3 separate regions of the Sus scrofa genome follow, and all the other regions are linked to region 3. A link is a contact called in public Hi-C data. All regions are on one chromosome and are shown on one strand. Each heading gives the region's core, a stretch centred on a gene start, on an enhancer-like site or on the middle of the called end of the contact. The rest is flanking DNA. Distances are from core to core; before and after follow the strand shown. Region 1 has its middle 110 kb from the start of ETS2. Region 2 holds the start of ERG (ERG, ETS transcription factor). Region 3 has its middle 89 kb from the start of ETS2.

Region 1 (4,472 bases), core at 633-3,132, 200 kb before region 3:
GTGATTCCACTGGTCTGTCCAAGGACCCACAAGCCCCAAATCAAGGTCCTGGAAGAGCTATGTTCCCTTTTGGAAACCGGACCCGTGTCCTAGGGCTGCTGGGACAAAGGACCACAAACTAAGTGGCTTCAAACACAGAAATTGACATTCTCACAGTTCTGGAGGCCAGAGGGTGAGATAAAGTGTCACCGAGTGATGCTCCCTCTGAAGGTTCTAGGGAGAACCCTTCCTGCCTCCTTTGGCTTTTTGTGGCTCCAGGGGTCCCTTGGCTTGTGGCCGCATCACTCCAGTCTCTGCCTTCATCTCTGTCTTCTTCTGTCTCTTACAAGGATGCTTGTTGTTGGATTTAGGGCCCACCCCAGACCTGAGGTGACTGCACTTGGATGTCATGAACTGAATCATGTCTGCAAATGCCCTTTTCCAAAGAAGGTCATGTTTCCAAGGTCAAGGATGAGGATGGAGACGTAGCTTAGGGGAGGGGGACCATTCACTCCAGCCACACCAGCTGCCGGGCTTGTGGCAGCGCTGGTTAACATCCCCTCCTCCCCCCACCTCACGGCAACTCAGAGCATCCCAGGTGCTCTCCTAGGTTTTACTGGGCAAACTTCTCGCCCTCATTTTCACATGAGTCACGCCTGAAAGTCCTTCAGCTCAGAAGAACAGCATTTTCAGAAACACGATATCAAATTGTATTCTGTTAATTGGAAAACGGTTCAAGGAATAGGTGCAAAACCCAGGTTAATCATCGCCCAGGTTAACTGAGGTAGCACCTGCTGGGATATTTGCTTTGGACGGCTTTGCATTTGAGGTTGGAGCTTAATTGCCTCTTCATTTCAGAGGATCAATACGTTACTTGTTTAAAAGAAATACTTGCACAACAAGGTCCTTCTGGATAGCACAGAGAACTATATCCAATAACCTAGGATAAATCATAATGGAAAAGAATATATAAATATTCTTATATAAAAAATATATAATATATACAATAAATATATGACTATATATAAAATTCATGTATATATGAATGACTTTACTGTACAACAGAAATTAACACCACATTGTAAATCAACCATACTGCAATTTAAAAAAAGAAAAAAAAATACTTGCAAGTCCTGGGAATAAGGAGGGAAACTTTTCTCCATGTTGAACTGCTCTATTTTCTCTTTTATTTTATTATTTTACATTTTTAGAAATTAAAGTATGGTTGATTTACAATGTCATGCCAGTTTCTGCTCTGTAGCATAGTGACTCAGCCATACTCTTCTTTTTCTCATATTATCTTCCATCATGTTCTATCCTAAGAGACTGGATAGAGTTCCCCATGCAGTACAGCAGGACCTCATGGCTTATCCATTCTAAATGGAATAGTTTGCATCTACTAACCCCAAACTCTCTGTCCAGCCCACTCTCTCCCCCCTGCGCCTTGGCAACCACAAGTCTGTTCTCCGTGGCTGTGGGTTTGTCTCTGTTTTGTAGATAAGTTTCTTTCTGCCATATATTAGATTCCATGTATAAGTGATATCATATGGTATTTGTCTTTCTCTTTCTGACTTACTTCACTTAGTCTGAGGCTCTCTAGTTGCATCCAGGTTGCTGCCAATGTTATTAATTAATAAGCCCTGCATGATAAAACCCCAAAGACCTTGAAACTTAGCTTTTACTCATTTCTAATCATGATCTCAAAAAACAGCCCATCTTTAGCACAAACGGGAATCAGTTTACATGTTGTGGTCCGGGCTCATCCCTCTTCCAGGGTCAGCCGGTTCAGGGTGGCCTCAGGGCAGAGGCAAACGTGTGACCCACGGCCCCTGCTTTCAGCTCGTTGACTCCTGCATCCAAGTGTTCTTTCCTGTTAGTAAACAGAGATCGTGACCTCATCGCGGCTGCCGGGAATCACATGGCCACCGACCGCTCTGGGCGCCTGTCAGCACGGGTCACAGACACAGATGGGGACTCTGCCACCCCCGGGAGACTTCCTGCTGAGACTCCCAGGTCTGGACATGGTCCAGGGCTGAGGGGGAGGAGGCAGGGTCTGCAGGGGTCACTGCGGTCTCTCTGCCCATCATATATCACACCCCTACCCACACCCAGCGCGACCCCACTCCCCTCTCCACCCCCTTGTGCCCCCGCCATCCTGCCACTCTCCTCTCTGGTCCCCCAGCTGCCCGCTCCCCTCAGCCAGCTCTGCACCGAGGGAGCCTGGAGGGAAGCAAGTCCTTGCTTCCTTCCCACAAAGCAGTGGCTCCACATCACTCATGGATGAGCTGGCCTCTTGCTCCCTCTACCTGAAGGGACCCCTCTTCCTGGACAACCCCTGGCTCCTCTGCACCTCATTAAGCTCTTTGCTCTAAGGCCACCTTCGTCCCCCACCCCCCAGTTGCAGCCCCTACCCCAACCCCTTCTCCCCAGCACTGGTTTTTTCGAAGTATAGTTGATTCACGATGTTGGGTTAGTTTCTGGTGTGCAGCAAAGCGATTGGGTTTTATATATGCCTCTGTGTGTGTATATATATATATACTTCGTCATTACAGGTTATTATGAGATATCGAGTATAGCTCCCTGAGCTACGCAGTAGGTTCTCATCAGTTCTCTGTCATATATAGAGTAGTATGTATCTGTTCATCCCAAACTTCCAAGTATCCTCCCCTTTTCCCCCTCTGGTAACCGTAAGCTTGGTTTTCTATGTGGGTCTATTTCTGTTTTATAAATAACTTCATCGGTATTATTTTTTAGATTCCACATATAGGTGGTCTCTTATGATATTTGACTTCCTCTGACTTATTTCACGTAGTGTGATACTGTCTCGGTCCATCCGTGTCGCTGCGAATGGCGTATTTCATTCTATGTGACGACCGAGTAATATTCCATTGTGCATATGTGCCACATCTTTATCCAGTCCTCTGTCAATGGACACTTCGATTGCTTCCATGTCTTGGCTACTGTGAACAGTCCCAGCTTGCTTTATCTCAGAGCGCACCACCAGGTGATAGGGTTTTCTTAGCATGTGCCTCCCTGACCCCCATTGGATGGAAGCTCTAAGGTCAGAGTGAGTTTGGGGCTTTGCTTTCTTTGGAAGCAGAGAAGCAAAGCCCCAAACTCATTTCCCTAGTGCCCACAGCCAATCCCCGTGGGCGCTCAGTCCTACGGCTGAAGAGAGGGAGTCAGTATGAACCTGCAGGAATGAACCAAGAGCAGCAGTGGCCACTGTCCTGTCAACCGATCTGTTCAGAAACAGACTTGTCACTCCTCTCCGAAGTGAGTCAGCTGCTTCGGGGCCTCACAATTCTTCCTCCCTTCTCGCCCACAGACTTTTTAAATAAATGATGAAAGCCTGGGTCACGTGCAACCCCTGTGGGCTGTGTGCTCTTCCAGCCCTGCGTGTGGCACTGACCATGTAATTTTCCATGCACTAGTTGAAGGAGGCGGTAGATTGCCACCAAGAAAGAGGAAGAAACTGGTGGTGATGTTGACAGTGGGACCTGACTGGGGAAACCCAGGGGTGGCCAGGATTTAAAGCCACCTGCTTCCAGCAGGTGCAGAGCCTCGACTTAGAAGCACCAAAACAGAATGTATTTATTACCCCTTATCTAAGACTACACATTTGCAGTTGACCCTGCCCCTACATTTATTCCTGAGAAAAGCAGCATTGTCTATGGTGTGGCTTGAATAACGGTCTGTGGCGCGGCTTGAATAGACACACCACTTTCATTATCTGTGGAGCAGCTGTCCACACTCACCTTTCTAAAAAGTGCTTCTAACAAGCCAGCCACCAGACAGCTAGGACCCGCCCACAGGATTCTGATTTGATTGGTCAGGCGGATGCTGGGCATCGGTAGTTTTAACCCCTCCTCCCCTCATCTGGTGGATCCTATGTGCAGCCGTATTGGAGAGCAATGGACTCAGTGAATCTGGGTCCACGACGCAGTACGACCATTCCTTTCTTTTTTTTTTTTTTTTTTTTTTTTTGTCTTTTTGCCATTTCTTGGGCCGCTCCTGCGGCATATGGAGCTTCCCAGGCTAGGAGTCCAATTGGAGCTGTAGTCACCAGCCTATACCAGAGCCACAGCAACGCGGGATCCGAGCTGCGTCTGCAACCTGCACCACAGCTCACGGAAACACCGGATCCTTAACCCACTGAGCAAGGGCAGGGATCGAACCCGCAACCTCATAGTTCCTAGTCGGATTCGTTAACCACTGCGCCACGACGGGAACTCCAGGCCACTCCTTTCAAGTGGGATGGGGAAAGCAGGGCCTTGGGGTTCCAGCCTGAGCCCATGAACACTGGTTGGCATTGGCAACGCTTCTCCCCAAGGGTTGGTTTCCTCACCTCTTCATGGAGATTTCAGGCCCTGCTTGTGGGGTTCTTGGGAATATGAACTTGATAACGAGGGGTGAGCCTCCAGGATGATGTTGGCCCCCTCCAATCAGAGCACACAGAGGTCACCTGCCTTGGGGACGCATGTCTTTAATGA
Region 2 (4,433 bases), core at 1,380-3,879, 250 kb after region 3:
TTCAGAACAAGATTCTCTACCATTGGTATCATACTACCTACTAATACTTCTACTTTGCCTTTTTGTTTTTGACAAAATGAGTCTGTGATATAATTCCCCTTTATAACCTGATTTTTAACTTACTGGACGTCATTCTGTGATTTTTCTCCATCACTCAGCATTCACCTACCACGTCATTTTCCTGCAGTATTTTCCGTGAGAAGTATTTCACTGTCTGGGCGTTGAGCACAGGGGTCAATCAGTCAATCCTGAATGAATCTTCTACTGTGTCTCCAGCTAAGATTCCGGCTCATTCTCTCTGCTGCATCCAGACTTCGTTTTTAGAATATGTTGCCCTCGTCCTGTGTGTTCTCAACTCTTGACGTTCCTCTGTGGATCCTACCCAGAGGAGTTAGTAGGAGAACAAGGATGAAAATTTGTTGAGTCTTTAGAACATGGGAATACGTGATGTGGGGACAGATGAATGGAGGTGGCCCTTTTATGGTCACAACGATTGTATGGTCCCTCTTACATTCTTCGGTTTTCATCTGGAGTGAGATATGACCAGGCTTATGAAGGGCTTATGCGACATTGATGGGTAATGGATCCATGATGGATGAGAACAGAATGAAAATGTGGCATCTGTCACACCGATCAATGCTGGTTGCTGATGCTTTCCTGCTGCAGAGAACAAGTAAGAGGCTGGATCTAGAAACCAGGTTGCAGTGGTGAGATGGGACCACCCAGAACTTTCTTCCATGCTTTTTAAAAATTTTTTAATTTTTATTTATTAATTTTTAGCACAGGGGTCATCCTGTTTAAGGCTGCTCTTTGGGAAATCCCGAGTAGAACACTGCTTATTGGGGTACCGCAGGTAACATGTAACATGGATGCTTCCTGGGAGAGCAGAAAACAGGGGATCTCAGTGGAGCCGAGAGCACATTTTTCCCAGCACTTAGTGGAAGCTGCCCAGGTGAAACAGCTCAGGACTTTGAAATTTTAGGGGAAACACAATTTTAATCAGCCTGCCATCTCATTTATTGTTCTGAGATGAAAAGAGCGGAAATCAACATCCCCTCAAAATGTAGATGCCGAGAACTTGTCAGGTTCTGATTTTACACGAGATTTCTTGTATTTTCTCTTTCATCCTTTTTTCTTTTTTGGTCTTTTTTCTTTCCCTTTGTTTCTTTCTCTTTGTTTCTTTTTGTTTATTTCTCTCCTTCTTTCTTTCTTAATTCCACTTTCTTTCTTTCTTTCTCTTTTATTTCTTTTTATCTCTTTATTTTCTTCCTTCCTTCCTTTCTCTTTCTTTCTCTTTCTTTTTCTTTCTCTTTCTTCTCTTTTTCTCTTTCCCTCTTTCTCTTCTCCTCCTCCTCCCCGTCCTCCTCTTCATCTTTCCTCCTTCTGTCCTAATACAAGAGGGAAATCATGGGATCAGTAAAAGATACAGAACCTTGGGCTCCTTCCTAGAGCTCTGACGTGGGCAGGCGTGAAATCGATTCCCTGACTGTCCTGCCTCTGAAACCGGGAGGAGCTGGATGACTCAGGGTTTGGTCTATTGTGTTCTGCGGGTCCCCTTTGGAGACCACACCTCTTCACTGGCCCAGCTTTCGTGTAGCTAAATTCAAAGCAAAATGTTGTTTCTTCCAGAGAACAAGTAATTTCCTGAAAATGAGTAATTAAAAGGCCTGCCATCCTCTCAGGAATGTTCAGGCCTCCATGAGCTGCATTTCCTCCGTCCGAGGGGCAAACAGACGTGTGGCCCTGAACTTAACGGCTCAGATTTTAAAACACTGAACTGGAGGATGTGGCATCTCTGTGTAGCCAGGAGTTCTGTTGGGGTCCGTCTGGAACATGGACCTTTGTCAGAGGGGGGCCAGCTCGCTGCCATTAGAACGTGTTTGTGTCACTTCGAGTCTTGGGATTTTCAACGGATATTTGAAAACAAGGATTCGACAGGTTTATTCTCCCCTTTCCTTCTAGTTCCTTGCATTCTAGAGTCTGTGCATTTTCTCCTGGCTTTTGTGGACCCAGGAGCAACTACCTGTGTTGCAAGGAGAAAATGAAACTGCTCTGGAACACTCGCTGGAGGTGGTGAAGGGATAAACGTCCTCAAAAATCCGCAGGCGAATGGCGGCGACTAAGCGGGGTCCCCCCTGAACATGAACTAAGTACCGCCTGCAAAGTTTCCTTTTAAGAGAAGAGAAGCCGGGAGTGGGATGGGGGGTGTGGGGGGCTCAAGTCCCGGGTCCCAGGCGTGTGGCGGGTCTTCTGGCGAGACACAGGCGAGAGGGCCCGTCTGTCACCCGGCTGCAGGGTGCCCTCCACGCCCAGGGCAGAGGTGCTCGCCGCCCACGCGAAGCCACACCGAGTCCCGCCACATCTCACATCTGCATCCTGCCTGGGGTGGCGTGTCACACGGCGGCACACCGGGTCACACCTGCTGTGGCCATCCCGGGCCCAGGCAATTGATGTCTTTTTTTTTTTTTTTTAATTAAAAAAAAAAATCTCCTGGCTGCATATCATCAAGAAAAACAACATTGTTTTCGGGGCCTCTTATCTCTCCACTCCCAAATATCCTGTTTCTTCGGGCTGGGCCGCCAGGACCAATAGAAACCTCTTCCTGCCATTGGCTGACTTCATTTCCCAGACTTAGCACAATCTCATCCGCTCTAAACAACCTCATCAAAACTACTTTCTGGTCAGAGAGAAGCAATAATTATCATTAACATTTATTAACGATCAATAAACTTGATCGCATTATGGCCAGCACTATTAAGGTAAGGAGAGGGTTCCTTTTCATTTGACAAAATCTCGTGCTTGTTACCCTTTTCTTTGGTTTCCTTTATCAAGGCAGATAAGTCAGGGTTGGGCAACACCCCCACTGCCACAATAGAGGACAACAAGATTTCCTTTGCACTGCCTAGTAAATTTCCTTTTTCCTACTCCAACCATCCGCAAGGCTTAAAAACTTCAAACTCGGAAAAAAATTGGGGTTTCTAAATTCCCTGTTGAGGGCTGTGGATGACTTTTGCAAAAGCTGTACAGGGCGCGTCTGAATTTTCATTTTCTTTACCTGTCTCGAGCGGGGCCGCGCGCGTGTCCGCTGGAAGGGAGTGGACTCGGAGCGGCTGGAGGGCCGGGTCCGAGGCAGAGCTGGGCTTGGAGATGCTGCCCTGGCGCACGTTCTCGAAGGCCTCCCTTAGCTTCAGGGGGGTCCGCCGGGTCCCGGTGGACGCGAAGAAAGATGCTGGGCAAGTGGCCGTCGGTCGTGGCACATGCCAGTGTTGACTTGGATTTTTTTTTTTTTTGGAACCTGCATGCCGAGAGCGGAGGGTTCGCGTATAACCCAGATGGTGGTGATTCGGTGTGTTCGGTTCTGTATTTCTGTTTAATAAAGTCCCTTCTCCTCGGTGCACTGTGAGTAGACTTTCTTCCTCGCGGTGGTGACGGCTGCTTGGTGGGAACCGGGAAGCAGTGGCTGGCAGGTGCTCTGTGCTCTGGGGTCTGTGGTCCGATGTGATGTTTTTCTCACAAATGTTTCTGGTAAATAACATGGCGAGACTCAGGTGGAGGTGAATCCAGGTAGGTAGAAATGTAAACACGGCCTGATTCCTGAAAGTGAAGCCGACTTGATGATTCCTGTAACTCGGTGGCATGGGATCCATGAAGGGGTCTGTTACCATATTTTTCAAGGCCCCCGTGCCTTGGTGACCTTTGGAGAAAATGCGAAAAAGGCAGCAGCAGAAACAGATCCTGAAAAGAGGATAAAGGAGGGTTTTATTGGTGGCGTGCCTAGAGTGTGGCTGCGTGTAGGTGAGAGGCATTTGATTGTGGTTTCATCAAGGGCTTCTGTTAATTAGAAAGCTCAGGAATATGAGGTTTGTCCGGAATGGGGCCAAAACAATTTCAGAAATCCTCCTTGGTTGGGTATTTGAAAGGTTTGTTTGAAAGGATTTAATTACTACCTATGGTATAAACTGTATTTCAGAAATTCTCTTCAGTTTCCGTTTTATTTCAAGATGTGATCAGTGATGTATATTAAAAAATCCATGTATCCAAGACTGTAATGTTACAGAGATTTTTCTTTTCTTTGGCTACAAGGATTGAGGTCTGCTGAAATATAAGGTCATAGGCATTTTGCAGGGGAGGGTTTGATGTGCCCCCTTTTCAGCTCTGAGCAGAAATGATTCGCTTTTATAACCCCTCATGCTGCCCTTTTAATTATTTTTTCGCCCTTATTTATGTCCATATTTCACAGCAGTTGAGACTAATAGTCTTCGTAAATTTTGAGTAGTGCGAGTACAGTTGTGTGCGTGTGTTTCAAAAAATCAGCATATTAAAGGACATGGAAATAGCAGACCATTCCTTAGAGCGTGGGGTGCATTTTGCATAGCACACAGACGTGTCCTGCTGTTCGAAGTACACATTTCTGAAGATAGGAGGGTAGGTTT
Region 3 (4,847 bases), core at 88-2,587:
CTTTTTTTTTTTTTTTTTCCAACCAACCAAGATCCTGTCCTTCCCAGACGTGAACACATTTGAGCAGCAGGCTTTCCTTCCATGTCTCTGCCTCCTTCTCCAAACTGCACAACAATAGATAACAACCCCACATCTGGATGCACCCTTGGGGGGCCACAGGAGAGTTGAGTTTGGGAGGAGAATCCAAGGGCACAGACATTCCAAGGGTGTTTCCTGGAAAAAAGGTCTTGGTTTTTCCTTCTTACAGAACCCAGCTCCTCCTGGAATGGAGGGCCCCTGTGGGTTGGAAAAAGAAGTTAGAGAAAATTTTTAAGGAACAAGGGACAAAGTGAAATAGAAAATTAGGAAATGATAGAGGATCTGGCTCTCTTTTCTGACTGCAAAATCTGTCTTGAACTTGCGAGTTTCTGGAAGAGGTGCGGGCTATTCCGCTCAATTTGTATCGTGGCTCAGCCTCCTCAAGAGTGGTTATTGCCCTGGAGGATGCTGGCCTTTTTTTTCATTCTTTTTTTTTTTTTTTTTTTATCATTATTCTTGCTTATTGCATCACTGTGAGCCACAGGCCTCTTTGCCCTTCCCTAGGTTTTCTAAGAATTGAAAGAAGTTTTTATAATTATGACATCAATTAGAGGTTATTCAGAAATTGGAAAGGAATCCAAATGTACACATCTCCGGATAGTTTAGTTTATTCTTATAAAGGGCAGGGATGCAGAAAATGCTTTGTTTATTGAGAAAATTCCAGGTTTGGGCAACATTCCATTTTAGAAGTCTTTTCTTGAAAAATATGCAGACTTAAGCTAAATGTACAATCCTAGCTTTTAGGAGCACTTCCTTCCTTAAATTGAACATTCGCCAGCTGCATAGATCACAACTACGGCTGGGATCTGATCCCTGGCCCAGTAACTTCATATGCCACGGGGTGGCCAAAATTTTTTTTTTTAAAAGCGCTTCTGCCTATGTGGCTCTTTTTTCAGGTTTATTTAAATAGAGACGAGAATTAACTGTATTTCAACAGTGATCAGAAAGACAGATTTTTTTTACTTGCAAAAGACAATCATAATTATGTAAGGTAATAAGTCACAGGAAAAATTATCCCCTTGAGTTCATTTGCATATGAAAGGCACACACATTCATTTGAAAAGGCCTCTCATTACACTTGAAAGGCAGAAATGGGGGTTAATGCTAAAATACTGAATTCTAATGACGCTCTCTCCGGCTTTTGTTCCTGGCTTTTACTGCACAGCGGGCCCCAGGCCGCACGCTGGGCCAGAAGCAAGCCAAGCCTCTTACTCCCAAGTCAGGGCCTGGCATTCCTGCCGCCAAGGGGCAGTCGTTTTCATGCAAGCGGTTTCTTTTCCCGCCGCTGCCCCAGCCGCTGGGCTAGGTCCTGGCTGCTCTGGCGTCTCCTTGTATCCAATTGCCAGGTCTCCCTCTGAAGCGCCCACTCAACGTGGGCCCTTTTATTCTCCTTTTTGCAGAGTCCTGTCTTCGCAGCAGCGGAGGCTCACCCAGCATGGCTTCCAGATGCTTCTCCCTTTCGCCCCATCGAGACGTTTCTCACCATCTCAAGTCCGCACCTTCAGGATGCCAGTTTAGAAGCACCATTTGCCTCGCGCGCCACCGTCTGGCCTAAAGGGGAACGACCTCTGCCCGTGGCTGAGGATCAGCTTTGAAAAGGGCTAATGTGGCATTTCTAGTTTTTGTCCAATATCTGTCCTTACCCATTTTCTGTAAAGTGACTGTGATGGATATTCTCGCTTACTAATGAAGGCAGTTTTCCTCTATACATTCCTCTTGCAATAGTTTGGGTTTAGAGATACTGAAATAAGAACCTATACCGTCAACTAAAAATCATATAAATTGCATCATTTATAAAGCAATTTGTGGGCAGGATACAATATGCTTTGGTGTCTTAAAAATGCAGTAACACAATCATGCAGGCAATACTCTTTTCTCACCCATAGTCTCATAGATTGTGTCTACGGCAGGGTAGGTATAAAGGGAAATAGTTCACCCTTCCCGTGGCTCCTGGCATCCCAGCTCCTTGGTGGCCAGGTCACAGTGCTGATTCTACAGACCCAGGTTCCAGAATGAACTGGATTGGAAGGTTTTAAAAAGTGTGTACACCGGATGGCATGTGTGTTTGTGTGTGTGTGCACATGCTTTGTGAGCTGACCCCCTGGGCTGCTAAAAGGAAATTTAGGAATTCTATTTATACTTTTTTTTAATCTCATACTTCAACATTTACATTTTATAATGTACATAAACTTATTAGAACAGTTGTCCTATATCATTTACAAATTAGTATTTTAATTTGGGGGAGGGTCTTTTTTTAGGGGCACACCCATGGGCACATGGAGATTCCCAGGCTAGGGGTCAAATCTGAGCTGCAGTCACCGCCCTATGCCCACAGCCACAGCAACATCAGATCTTAGCCGTGTCTGCAGCCTACATCACAGCCCATGGTAACACAGGATCCCCAACCCACTGAGCAAAGCCAGGGATTGAACCTGCATCCTCATGGATGTTAGTCAGATTTGTTTCGGCCGAGCCACAACAGGAACTCCACAAATTAGTATTTTAAAAGGTATTAAGCACAGCAAAGAAAATCATGGACTTGGAGAATAGACTTGTGGTTGCCAAGGGGAAGGGGGAGGGAGGGGGGTGGTTGGGGAGCTTGGGGTTAATTGATGCAGACTGTTGCCTTTGGAATGGATGAGCAATGAGATCCTGCTGTGTAGCCCTGGGAACTATGTCTAGTCACTTAGGATGGAGCCTGATAATGTGAGAAAATAGAATGTGTACATGTATGTGTAACTCAGTCACCATGCTATACAGTAGAAAAAAAAATGTATTGGGGAAATTAAAAAAATTAAAAGATATTAAAAATACAGAGTAAGAAATGCTTAATTGGAGTTTCCATTGTGGCTCAGGAGGTTAAGAACCTGACATAGTGTCCTTGAGGATGTGGGTTCGATCCCTGGCCTCGATCAGTGGCTGAAGAATCCAGCACTGCCGCAAGCTGCAGCATAGGCCACGGATGCAGCTCTGAGCCAGCGTTGCTGTGGCTGTGATGTAAGCCTCAGCTGCAGCTCCACGTTGACCCCTTCTATGTGCCTTAGGCAGCGCTGAAAAGGAGAGAAGAAAAGTAAAGAGGAAGAAATGATTTGTGGATAAAAGTTTGTGACTAAAATGCATTCACATTTTAAATGCCTAAAAGCGCATTGAACTTAAAGATGGTCTCGGCATGGCCCTAACTGGCACTGCAAGGCAGCATAACAGATGCCCAGGCAGCTGGAATAGGGTCTGGGCTGCAGATGGTTAACCAGCCTCTCCCTCTAGGTGGGGGACCAGAGTGAGGTTAGACTCAAAGGAGATTCGGAATCGGCTTCTGTCAGGCTCATTATGAAACCTGAACGTCATTTCACATCTGTGAGGTTTCTCTTCTGCTAAACTAGTGTGGAAGGAGAATTAGCTCAGCCTTGGACACCAGGTGGGGTGGGTGTGTTGAGAATAATCAGTGATCGGGAGCTTGGGCTCAGCTTAAGGTGTTCACAGTTAAGTCCAACGTTCACTTGAACTGAAGAATGATGTAAAAGTTCAAAATACAAGAGTAAATGGAAAAGATCTGTGGACTAAAAAAAAAACTACAACCTGAAAGTTGAGAGTTAAATTTTGTTTTTTGTGTTTTTTGTGTGTGTGGGTTTTTTTTTTTTTTTTTTTTTTTTTTACCTGTTTAGGGCTGCACCTGTGGCATATGCAGGTTCCCAGGCCGGTCTATACCACAGCCACAGCAACCCTGGATCCGAGCCTTGTTTGTGACCTACACCAAGTCGCAGCTCACGGCAACAACGGATCCTTAATCCACTGAGTGAGGCCAGGTATCAAACCCGCATCGTCATGGATGCCAGTTGGGTTCGTTAACCGCTGAGCCACGACGGGAACTCTGAGAGTTAAGTGTTATTTGGGGTGAAATTAGGACTTAAGCCCGGGAGACAGCATCTCAGGTAGCCCTGAGAAACTGCTCCCAGGAGGCGCGGGGGGAGCTAGGATATAGGAATTTTTGCAACAACGGGGAGATAGTAGGAACAAAAGATTTACAGATACCTGGAGTTGCAGAAGAAGATTTATAGAAAACTGTTTCTCTGGGAAGACACAAAAGTCTGGGCTTATTGGAATCACTCCTTTGATATGCTTTCCCGAGTTCCCTCAGGGCTCCCTGGCCCATCCTTGGGAGTGGCTGTTCGCCAGGTGACCGTGACATCTTTTGTTTTGCCCACGCACCACAGCCCAGGAGGCAGCACCTCAGATAGCTTGGAAATACTTCCCCAAAGAGGAAAGGGGAAAATCAAGATTGAAGTCATAAAGGTGAAGGGGGAGGTGCCTGCAGCCAGGCACACACATTTTGCAGAAGTTTGCTGCTGGCATGGAGGTGACTACGTACGAGTCAAAAGCATCAGTCATCATTGATGGTTTTCGTGTTTTTCTAGATAGGAGGTGATGCAAGAATCGGGCTCATAAAATCTTCTCTTGAAAATATCTGACTCTCTGAAGACCTGTTCTTTCAGTTTCCCCAGAGCACAGAGAGCCTCCTTCCGGGTCCCCACCCTGAGACTGGCTCAGGGGGCGCTGCGGGTCGGCAGCTGCAGTGGCTCGTGTTCTACTCCATGGAGAGGCTGATGGCAAGTGCCCAACTTCAGTTCATAGATCTAAAGTACCTAAAAGGAGTTGAATTATAGGCAGCTCTCAAGCTCTCAAAGACCCTGTGTGCTTACAGAAGCTTGGTGGCCTGGCCATTACTGTTTTGGAGTTGTTGGCGCTGTGGCTCAGGTTCAAGCCCTGGCCTG

The links. A called contact is a pair of places that touch in the nucleus more often than the background predicts.
Region 1: a Hi-C map of liver shows a contact between it and region 3, with 2.2 times the contacts expected there. The contact joins two enhancer-like sites. A contact is called at or near these places in 11 of 47 Hi-C or Micro-C datasets (alveolar macrophages, embryonic fibroblasts, heart right ventricle and 6 more) and 2 of 2 datasets of contacts at active chromatin or transcription factors (alveolar macrophages and skeletal muscle).
Region 2: a Hi-C map of subcutaneous adipose tissue shows a contact between it and region 3, with 2.6 times the contacts expected there. The contact joins the promoter of ERG here to the enhancer-like site in region 3. A contact is called at or near these places in 12 of 47 Hi-C or Micro-C datasets (alveolar macrophages, brain, embryonic fibroblasts and 8 more) and 1 of 2 datasets of contacts at active chromatin or transcription factors (skeletal muscle).

Annotation. Positions count from the first base shown.
Region 1 is chr13:202,574,396-202,578,867 of Sscrofa11.1, reverse strand. No RefSeq gene overlaps it. Among named protein-coding and RNA genes, the nearest start is that of ETS2, 110 kb to the right of the region's middle. Within about 2 kb of position 1,882, at least 24 of the 83 cell types and tissues checked have an H3K27ac peak or open chromatin away from gene starts, as enhancers often do. A contact at or near this core is called in alveolar macrophages, liver, retroperitoneal adipose tissue and 1 more, where this site is marked.
Region 2 is chr13:202,127,532-202,131,964 of Sscrofa11.1, reverse strand. ERG (ERG, ETS transcription factor) reads left to right here and starts at 2,629. Exons shown (of 10, transcript NM_001244456.1): 1 at 2,629-2,759. The coding sequence starts at 2,742.
Region 3 is chr13:202,372,606-202,377,452 of Sscrofa11.1, reverse strand. No RefSeq gene overlaps it. Among named protein-coding and RNA genes, the nearest start is that of ETS2, 89 kb to the left of the region's middle. Within about 2 kb of position 1,337, at least 33 of the 83 cell types and tissues checked have an H3K27ac peak or open chromatin away from gene starts, as enhancers often do. A contact at or near this core is called in alveolar macrophages, epiblast stem cells, liver and 3 more, where this site is marked.